Regions from separate parts of the Mus musculus genome. Here region 1 is linked to region 2. A link is a contact called in public HiChIP or PLAC-seq data. All regions are on one chromosome and are shown on one strand. The core of a region is the stretch at or near the end of the contact, and the rest is flanking DNA. Distances in the headings are between cores, read along the strand shown.

Region 1 (5,420 bases), core at 1,492-3,991, 690 kb after region 2:
CATGGGGAGGGGACAGTGTGAAGGGTCTCCCTTGTTCTCTCTTATAAAGATGGCTGGGTAGGCAAATTGAAGAACTACCAGAGTGAAGGAAACCAGGAGGACAGAGAGTAAAGGCTGGGAGGAGTTAACAGGGCAAAAGCAAATAAAGAACGGGGTAGATTTCTGTGGCCTCCTGGGGATATTTTCATTTCCTTAGCTGTTTCACTCCCTGGAATGGGCACCATGATGGAACTTGTACACATGACTGAGTCAGTATCCATCTTAGCCATGGGCCCAACCATCAAGAAACCATAATCTATCAGGGGTCAAATACAGGATTACCAGGGTACAGGCAAACCACAGTCCAACAAATCATGAACCTGACTGTCTGGATATGGGTGAACCACAGTTTATACATACATGACTGTCAGGGTACAGGCTGTAGCAAGATTTCTTGTGTAAACCAGAGCTGTCCAACAGTAGTGTGAGCCTCATATGTAATTCAAATTTCCTAGTGGCTTCAGTAACAAAAGTAAAAAACAGATGAGATGGATTTTAATAGCATACTCTACTTGGGCTGGTAAGATGGCTCAGCTGGTAAAGGCACTTGCCACCAAGCCTGACAGCCAGTGTTTGATCCCTGGGAGAGATCTGATTCCTGCAAGTTATCCTCTGACCTCCACAGCTTTGCTTTGATACCAGGATGCTCTTGCCTCTGCACACAGACATAAATAAATGTAATACAAATTAAAAAGGTTCTCATTGGAGATGGCTCTCTCTAGATTTCATAAACTTTGTAATTGAATAAGTAGATTCACAAACCCAGTAGCTGAAACATCAGCTTTAAAAATGTAAAACTATAGGGCTGGAGAATTGAGTCAGCGGTTGAGAGCACCTGCTGATCTCGCAGAGAACCTGGCCTTGGTTCCCGGCATCCACATAGAGGCTCTCAACCTCTGGAACTCCAGCTCTAAATGATCTGATGCCCTCTTCTGGCCTCTGTGGCCATACTCACACTGGAGGCATACATACATACATACATACATACATACATACATACATACATACACACACATACATACATACATACATACATAGTATACATACAAAAAAATCTAAAAAAGGAGAATCTAAAACAAAATCAAGTAAAATCTAAACTAAATGAAATGAAGTTCTACAGTCTAGTCATATTTGGAGATTTGGAGCCACAGGTGGCTAGTGGCTTTCACACTGTATTCTGGAAACCTGAAAGATCTTAAGGAAAATTCATTGGGGCATCTTCAGAACGGAGAACGGCACTTGCATATGGCTTGGCAGTGTGTGTATTTGTGATACTCTTGTGATAACTGCCACCAACCAGTCGGTACCATTAGAGAGTCTGGAGGCTGAGACTGCTCCCCTATGAAGTTAAGGTTGCAAGGGAATTGAGGAAGCCAAGAACGGGCCATGGTCATCTTCTTGCTCCCTAGGGCATTTAGCTGTGAGAAGATTTGGAGGCAAGAAGATCCAGGGATTCCTAAGAGACGTCTGAGTGAGAGGAAGGGAGCTACTGTGGGTGATTCCAGACACCTCTTTAGGGGCATGTTGTATGGAGGTCTCCCTCTCCTCCTCCCCACTCCGTCTCTCAGGGGTATACTGATTGCTGTGTACCCAAGTGGTAAGGGCAAGAGTTGGCTTAGGGCAGGCACTTAGGGAGCAGCAGGCAGATGGGCCAGGGCTGAGGTAGTAAAGTCGGAACACAGGAGCCGGCTGTGGAGAGCTCCAAGACGGATCTTGGAGGAGGGCCAGAGTCAGGTTGCCAGGCGGCCTCATCCCACAGGTGCTGGACGGAGAGGTGTACCCACCTTCCGTGGAACAGGCGTCCGTGTTGATGCGCTACCCACCAGGTGTCCCGCCTGAAAGGCAGATGGCTGTGGGCCAGGAGGTGTTTGGGTTGCTTCCGGGGCTGATGCTCTTCTCCACGATCTGGCTTCGTGAACATAACCGCGTGTGCGACCTGCTGAAGGAGGAGCATCCCACGTGGGATGATGAGCAGCTCTTCCAGACCACTCGCCTCATCCTTATAGGTGAGCACATGCCCCGAGAGGCAGGAAAGCAGGGTTAGGACCCTGGTGTTACTGAACCTGGGGAGTCACAGCCTGAGCCCGAGCCAGGGTTTGGCTACCCATACTCAGGCCCAGGTCTCCAGGCTGTGGCTTCAGTTCCTACACGCGCTGACTTGCTATGAGCCTAGAAGGAAGGAAGGCTCTGAGTACATTTGATTGGTCACCTCAAACCCCAGTTTGTTTCTCCCTTGTGCTGTACCCAGTTTGGCCTTAAAGTCCTCAGCACACCAGCATCAAACCTCAGCTTACCCTACCCTCAGGAACCCCCAATTTCTCTCTCTCTGTCTATCAGCCTTTGTAGAATTTGGTAGATTCTAGGTGACTCAGGGACAAGATATTTTTGTGTCTCCTACGGGGGTGAGTCCATAACCTAAAATGTCAGATGGTTTCCTGCCTGGACCCTGCACCTCTGTCCAGACCAGGCTCTCCTTGTCTGAGTCACTACCTCTGGGTACAAGTGGGCATGGCTGGTTCCAATTATAGAGGCTAATTCACCGGCTTCTAGAAGAGTTGGTCACTGGGGATAAGAGTAGCCAGAGGAAGGACAGGCTGATTCTTCGGAAGTCTGTATAGCCCAGACCTTTACCAGAGAGGCCAGGCCTGTGGGTAAAGCAGCCCAGCAGGCTGCAATGTGAAGACACTGTTAATCAGACTTAGGACTTCAGCCGACCCATGTTGACACGGCTGAGGTTGCCAGTCCTATGTCAACAGCACAAATGCCTCTGTTGTCCCCTTCTCACATGACCGGATACATGATCATATGGAAATCGCATAGCGATTAATAGTGCCTACAGTTTACAGTCGAGGAAAGTGAGCTTTAGTAGGACAAATAACTCAAGCTCAATTGACTCAAGCTCAGATGCCTACATACCGAGAAGCTAGGATTGGAGCCCAGTTCTGCTAACCGCAAGTCCTGTGGCTCCAGGTCAGTTTACTAAAAAGCCAGTTTATCTGTTGGCTGATTGGTCCAGATAACAGCTTCCTCTAACGATCCAGCTGGCCAGTTTTTATATTGTTCTGGAATGTTCAAACGTAAGTAATCTTTCTTGGCTGTTTGCTTTGTGTATAGCTGCTGCCTAAGGGATTAAAGGGAACCCCCTGCCCATGAGATTCTGACATATATATCAGCACACCAGAAATGTATTACACTTAAACAAATGCTTAGGGCTGGGCTCCCTAGCTGTGTGGGGCTTTCTTTGGCTGCTGCAGCAGCAGCAGCTGTCAGATGGGCTCTCTGAAGCCCTCGTCCCTCACTGAGAGCTTCAGAGAAATGACATTCCTCACTAATACAATGTTGTGCTTTTGTATCTTTCAGAGTTTCTCAGCTTAAAATTTTTTTTTGAGACTAAGTCTTTTCATTTAGACCATTCTGGCATCAATGCTGAAACCCTCTTGCCTCAGCACCTCTTATGCCCCCCAGTTCTGGGTTTACAGGCTTGGCTTCTCCAGACCCTTGTCATGGTCTGTAGGAGGGAGGCTACATCAGGGTTGGGAAAATGATTCTTTTTTTATCTTTTAATTTATTTTAGATATTTTGGTATTTTGGCCTTCATGTATATCTGTGTGTCATGTGCCTGGCTGGTGTCCTTGGAGGTCAGAAGAAGGCACCAGATCCATTTGAACTGGAGTTACAGATGGTTGTGAGCCACCATGTGGGTGCTGGGAATTGAACCTGGGTCCCTGGGAAGAGCAACCTGTGCTCTTAACCTCTTAGCCGTCTCTCTCTCTCTAGCTCATGGAAACCAGTTCTTGAATGACTCTTTTCCTGGGTCTAAGGCCTGCCTATGGAGCAGCAGTACCCTTGTCTGGGTCTCTCAGTCAAGTCGGAGACAGTTCTGTTTTCACATCCCCTTACAAGGACACAAAGCAGAAGTGACCAAGGGGAGTAAATGAACTCCAGCATCAGCAAGGAGAGGAGAGCAAGCACTTTTCACGAGATGTTCATTTCCCATGCATTGAGCTCTGCTGACCTTGTTTCTTATCTTCCCCTTGTAGGAGAAACCATCAAAATTGTCATTGAGGAGTATGTGCAGCACTTGAGTGGCTATTTCCTGCAGCTCAAGTTTGACCCGGAGCTGCTGTTCCGAGCCCAGTTCCAATATCGAAACCGCATCGCCATGGAATTTAACCATCTCTATCACTGGCATCCACTCATGCCCAACTCCTTCCAAGTGGGCTCACAAGAGTACAGCTACGAGCAGTTTTTATTTAACACTTCTATGCTGGTGGACTATGGGGTTGAGGCACTGGTGGATGCCTTCTCTCGCCAGAGGGCTGGCCGGGTAAGCTTGAGAGAAACAGAGGCATCAGGGGTGGGCTCTGGGATACAACAGACTTGGTTCAAACTCCCCAGTTTCTTCATCTGTGGAATGAACACTCTGTTACTTCTACAGGTGGTTGTAAACATCCCTGTGTGAATTCTCTAATTTAGGTGACAGTGCCAGGTTTTATTAGTTACTTTCATGTTACAAGGACAGAAACCACTCAAAGGAGGAAGGGTTTGGCTTATAGTTTCAGGGGCATTACAATCTGTCACAGTGAGGAGGCCATGGCAGAGTGGCCCAATCTGTTGTGGCAGCAGGAGCTCAAGGCAGAGGTTGTTCACATTACAGCAGAGCAGGAGACAACAAGTTGGGAACCAGGGGCTGAGCTGTAACCCTCAAAGGCTGCTTTCTAGTGGTCCACTTACTTCAGCTTGGCCTCATCTTCTAAAGGTTCCAGCATCTCCAGTAGTGCCACCATTTGAGGAGCTAAAATAGAAACTTATGGAATACATTTCAGGTTCAAACCATAGCACAGGCATCACACCAGATGCCCAGGATATATATGGTGATGACGATGGATGTGGTTCGTGGACCCTGTCCCTTTGACATTCATCACACAGAAGAGAAACAGTCCTGTGACAGCTAGCATCATTTGAGGACTTGTTGTGTATAAGGGAACATGAAAAGTGCTTTCTAATGTCCTCAGAATTCTAAGGACATGTTGAGGACCATAGCATAGAAAGCCATGGTGTCCTGTCAATTCTATGAGCCAGGGTTGAGTTAGGGTGATGGTAAAGATGGGCAGGCGTTTCCCATGGAGAGCAGTGAGGTTGGTTTTAGGGGATGATCCTGTTGTATATGGAGAAGATGGCATGCCTGAGGGTCAGAGGGCATAACCCCTGAAGGACAGGAGGACCTTATTAGGATGTGCTAATATATAAGAAAGTACCTGCATGAAATGCCTTTTTGAATTCCACATTTTCTATCAGCTGAATTGTCATTCCCCAAATTAGTATACTCTGATCCTAACCCTGAAGACCTCAGAATAACATTTGGAGATATCTTTAAAGAG
Region 2 (5,226 bases), core at 217-2,716:
GAAAATGATAAGAAAGCCCACTTTTGGTGTCAAGTAATGGTTTGTATGTTTGTGTGTGTGTGTGTGTGTGTGTGTGTGTGTGTGTGTGTGTGTGTACATGCCTGGGTAAGGGTGCCTTAAAGGCTAGAAGATGATATTGTATACCTTCCTTTTCCATTGAGGCAGTTCTCTCACTGAACCTGGGGCTCACAGGTTCTCAGCTAAGCTGGCGGAAGCCAGCATGTCCCAGCAACCCTCCTACTTCCACTTAGCTCGGCACTGGAGTCACAGGCACCTGTGGGCATCTAGGGATGCCCTCTTTACTAGACGGGTGAAGGGCTGTGTGTCTGCTTCACCACTGGGGTACCAGAGAGCTGCTGGCAAGCAGCTCAGGGGAGACAGAACGCAATCCAAGGATCTCTGACCTGGACAGAAAGAAAGGCTCCAAGGGGCTTTAGACTGGCTGGAATGGCCAAAGTGTTAGAGCTCTCCAAAGGGAAGCTCATGCAGTGTCAGGGTTTCTCCCACTGCCATCATCTCAACGCCAAGGTGGGGAGTGGCTATGACTAACAACAAATGGCAGCTAGTAGCCGCAGCAGCAAGCAGGGGTGAGAGTCCAGCCTGCTGGGCAGATCCGAGGTCCAGCAATGAATGCTTCAGGAGAGAAAACTTCCCCAGAGTCTTACAGCTCAATAAAACAGCCACTCTCAGATGATTCTCAGTGAAATAACTTGTGTACTTTATCCATGTGGATAGGAATAAACATATACATTCCAGGCATAAGGAGGGGTCCAGAGTTAGATGCTTCGTGCTAGCTCAGTCTGGGATGTTAGGCATGCTCTATTTGTGTGGGGAAGGACTTCAGGTGTTGTCCCTATGTGATTGAGGTCCTCTCAATGGGGTGTCATGCTTACCTGTTCCAGGACAGGAAGAGCTTGGCAGGAAGCTGTTTCCAAGCCTGCTATTCTCAATGTTAAGATTCCCTGGGGTTTTAAACCTGCTCAACCTTACTAGTTCTTCTGTCTGCTGGCATGGTCCACTTGTCCCACAGACGGTGCTGGGATCTGCTGCTCGTAATTTCACATCAAATGATCTTAACTTCTGAGCCATCCTGCCCCCAAGAGTTCTGTTTGATTGATCCACAGTCACATCCACTCATTGGGGAGCTGCCCAAAGTTGTTCTCCAGTTACAAATGCAGAACTGAGCAGAGTTACAAAGTCTGAAATATTTACTGCGTGGCCCCTCCAGCATGTAACTTGCCTGCCCTGCAATGGGTCAGCTATGTGGTCTGGCACTCGGAACTTTTTTTTTTTTTCGTGTGTCCAGCCTTCCAAAGGTCCACAGTAAAAGAGCATTTTAAGTCTCTCGCAACGGTGGGCAGACTCCTCACCTGGTAACACTTTGAGAGCCTCTCTCCTATGGCTGGTGATGCCCATGGCTAGTACTCTGGCTGACTCATCCCTGGGTCATTCCTTTGGCATAGTCTTCAGGCAGCATTTGCTGAATCGCACAGACGGCTACTGTTGCTCATCTGGGAAACATAGCAGGCTTCTTGTGGGTTTTCCTGACTGGCTTCGGCGTGACTGTCCAGTACCACCTAGAAGAGAGCAGAGTTTTTGTTCTGGCAGGTAATCTAGCTATGTGTGGGACAGTGTGCCGTGGAGACTGCTAGCTCATGGGATTATGTCCTGGAGGGGGTCTCCAGGGGTTGCTAATCTGGGGACACCTATGACTGTCTTGGATGGTGACCTTGATGCTTGGTGGATGAGAAAAAGGACCTCCACGTTTGCACCATTCCTGTGATGACCTATGTACAGGCTCACTGTCACTGATTATGCCGGGGTTTCCTTTCCAGGACACAAGTCCAGCTGGATCCTGGGATCTCAAGGCAGGCCTCCTGGTTCACTGTGATTTGGGGGATCTTTGAGGACCCCAGACTACCATTTTGAGCCACTTACCCTGGAAAATACTTAAAGCCCCAAACTCTAGTTATTCCTCTCTAGCCAGCTTTTCTGGAAGGACTTGGGACTTTCCACACTGCTCAGTGGCTGAGGGTGTTCACACTGCTCTGTGGCTGAGAGTGTTCACACTGCTCTGGGATTGAGAGTATTCACAGTGCTCTGTGGCTGAGAGTGTTCACACTGTTCTGGGATCGAGAATGTTCACACTGCTCTGGGATTGAGAGTATTCACACTGCTCTGTGGCTGAGAGTGCTCACACTGCTCTGGGATTGAGAGTATTCACACTGCTCTGTGGCCGAGAGCCGGCCCTGGGATCAGCTAGTTGGGAAGGATGGTGACTGGTCCTTCTCAGCAGCACCCCAATGACTGATTTCTTTCTTTGAGAAAATTTTGTTTTGCATGTGTATGTGCGAGTGCACGCATGTATGCATGCTTGTGTGCACAGGCGCACGAAAGCCTCAGGCTGGCTGATGTCACCTGTCTCCCTCGATCAGTCTTTCCACCTTTTCTTAACTTCCTAGTTTCTTACTTAGCACAAACATCTTACTAACCCTGGAGATTTTACCGTGTGGTGAGCCAGCTTGTTCCAAGGATCCTCTGTCTTTGTCCCTGGGTCCTGGGATTATAGGCAAGCTGCCTTGCCTACCTGGTTTTTCACTTAGGTTCTAAGAAGCCGAACTCCTATCCTCATGCTTGCATGACAAGAACCTTACCAGCTGAGACATCTGCCTGCCCAGGACTGGGACGTCTGGGGTCCAAATTGGACTGAACTCTTCCCTCTTCACTCCTGGAGGCAGTGGCTTGCCTCTTCTTTCCTGATCCCTGGTTTTATGGGACAGTGTGGTGGGATTCCCTGAGACTGCTAACTCACAGGCCATGGGAGCCATTGTCCTCTGAAGGAACTCACAATCTGTTTGTGGCATTCCCTTGCTTTTCTACCATCAGGGACAGGGTAGCCTGGTATGGCCCAGGACTTGTTAGATGGTACTGGCCATGAGACTTGAGGCCTTTAAAAGAAACTCCATAATCTAGGAACAGGACGGCATGGCTCAGAGGGCTTCCAGATGTGAACTCTTGGGAATCGGAACAGAGGCTGGTGGGACAGCAGATCTTCCAGATGATTCTTTCCATCTCCACACCTTTCTACTGCCCACACCAGACAACCTCCTTTCCATGAGGCCACCGGAGAGGCAAGGGTTCAAATCCCAGCTTGACCACTTCTCAGTCGCTGAGTTGGGGCAAGGGGACGTTGGAGTACTTATCTGTGTGGCCCTGTGTTCAGAGTCTTCCTGAGAATAGAAGACCTAAGAAAAGCCAGGGAAATGAGAGATACCTGTCACAGACAGGATACTCCAGGGACGCTTCCTCAGGTCCAAGGGTTCACTGCATTGTGTGCCCAATAAATTGAGGAGGAGAAAAAGGACAGCTGAGCTTCCCCCCATCATGGGCTTTGTTGGGGTTTGCTAGGAGCTCCTCTGGATGCTCTAAGTACAGGATGGACCTGCTTTGAGGGTGGGGACTGGCAGAGTATGCACCATTTGGAGGTCTGCGGAGGAAATCACTGTGGGGCCGGGGTGGGGTGAACAGGGTGGCTCTGGACCACAGTCTGTGATCAGAGCAAGGACTGGGGTAGGTTTGGGGGAAGGGTCTACTCCTGCAGAAGCACTGCTGCGGCCCTGGGGTGGGAGGGAGAGTGCCAAAGTCCATGTTGGCACACACCTGTGATCCCCGCACTGCAGAAGCTGAGGCAGGAGGATGCTAAGTTCCAGCACGGCCACATAGCAATATTCTCTTCTAAACCAAAACAAAGCCCGAGAGGCTGCCATGTGGCTGGGGTGGGAGGGTGTGGTGATTTGAATGAGGATGCCCCCATATCTCTGTATGTCTCTGTCTCTGTCTCTGTCTCTGTCTCTGTCTCTGTCTCTGTCTTTCTCTTTCGGTCTGCCTGCTTGTCAGTGAATCAGATTGTAGCCCTCAGCCCTATGCTTCCCTACCTGCAGGCATGCTGCCTGCTTGATGATGATAGGTTAACCCCCTGAAACTGTAAGCAAGCCCCCAGTTAAATACTTCCTTTGATAAGAGTTGCCTTGGTCATAATGTCTCTTCACAAAACAGAACGGTTACTAAGACAGAGGGAGAAAGAAGTGGGGGGAGAGGGAAGGGGAAGACATGAAGAGAATGTGGGGACGAAGCCACGTTGGGCCAATCACACACATTCCTGGGGGCTGTGCTATGGTCTTCAGAGGTCAGGGTATCCTCAACTGCCCAATTTATGAATTACCCAGCAGCCCTCCAGGGCCTACCCTCACGCTCCAGAGGCACTAAAGAGGAAACTGAGTCACTGAAAAGGGAGCTTGAGTGCTGAGGGTCGCTCAGCGGGTGCGATGGAGTGGGCTTTGGACCAAGGCAGGTAGATTGGCACCTGGTCTTGAGCTCTGCCACCTGTGCCCAGGCAGTGTCCAGGCAGCATTAAGCCTGGCCAGACACCACAGCACTTAGCTCAGTGGGAGCAGGGCATCTGGGCTCCTCCTGGCCTCCCTTTGGCCTTAGGAAAGTTCAAGCAGAAAATCTGGGGCATAGAGACAACTGGAAGGATGTGGGAGCACACTATCTCAGTGTATGCATTCCCACGCCTCCTGCTTCCGGTCCTGTGAACTCCTCTTCATCCGTCACAGTCCTACCTGGCCAGCCCCGCTCCCCATGCTTTCTTGAATCTGCCGAGCTGACCACTAGCCCTCATGTTCTTACTTCACTCTCTTCTTGCTCTCAGATTGCAAGCTCTGAGTCTTCCTTTTGGGCATCTGGATTTCCGGCTGGGCCAGGCTCAGGACCTGACAGAGGCAGCACTACTTCCATGCTGGGCTGGTAGTTTGACCTTTGCAGAGGCAAGCAATGATCAAGCTTGCTGCCAGGCACACGTCCTCTCTCCCTCATGCCTCCTGCAGGGCTCCCAGCCCCTCAGTACTCTGATTGATGTCTCACTCCACTCTTTTCTTCCTTTACTTTTTCTTCTCCCTTCTTTTCTATGCACTTTTTTTTTTTTTTGCGGGGGCGGGGGGACAGGGTCTCTTGTAGTCCAGAATGGCTTCCAGTGTACCAGAGGGTGACTTTGAACTTCTGATCCTCCTGTCTCCATCTCTAAGTGCTAGGATCACCATGCTCTGTTTATAATGCAGTGCTAGGGATGGAAGCAGGAGTTCTTGCATGCTAGCTGGGCGCCCTACCAACTAAGCTACACCCACAGCCCCTATTTAACTCCTTTCTGTGCCTAAGGCAACTGTGACT

The links. HiChIP or PLAC-seq counts read pairs in DNA pulled down with a chosen protein or histone mark.
Region 1: a contact with region 2 is called in a FOXA1 HiChIP or PLAC-seq map of pancreatic cancer cells. The contact joins two enhancer-like sites. A contact is called at or near these places in 5 of 39 promoter capture datasets (HPC-7-derived erythroid cells, cranial neural crest, hippocampal neurons and 2 more) and 1 of 115 datasets of contacts at active chromatin or transcription factors (pancreatic cancer cells).

Annotation. Positions count from the first base shown.
Region 1 is chr2:36,240,965-36,246,384 of GRCm38.p6, forward strand. Ptgs1 (prostaglandin-endoperoxide synthase 1) reads left to right here. Exons shown (of 11, transcript NM_008969.4): 8 at 1,799-2,045; 9 at 4,080-4,366. Among named protein-coding and RNA genes, the nearest start is that of Ptgs1, 13 kb to the left of the region's middle. Within about 2 kb of position 2,742, at least 56 of the 459 cell types and tissues checked have an H3K27ac peak or open chromatin away from gene starts, as enhancers often do. A contact at or near this core is called in pancreatic cancer cells, where this site is marked.
Region 2 is chr2:35,548,840-35,554,065 of GRCm38.p6, forward strand. It overlaps Gm13446 (predicted gene 13446), which reads right to left. Exons shown (of 4, transcript NR_045894.1): 4 at 695-1,577. Among named protein-coding and RNA genes, the nearest start is that of Gm13446, 7.2 kb to the right of the region's middle. Within about 2 kb of position 1,467, at least 18 of the 459 cell types and tissues checked have an H3K27ac peak or open chromatin away from gene starts, as enhancers often do. A contact at or near this core is called in pancreatic cancer cells, where this site is marked.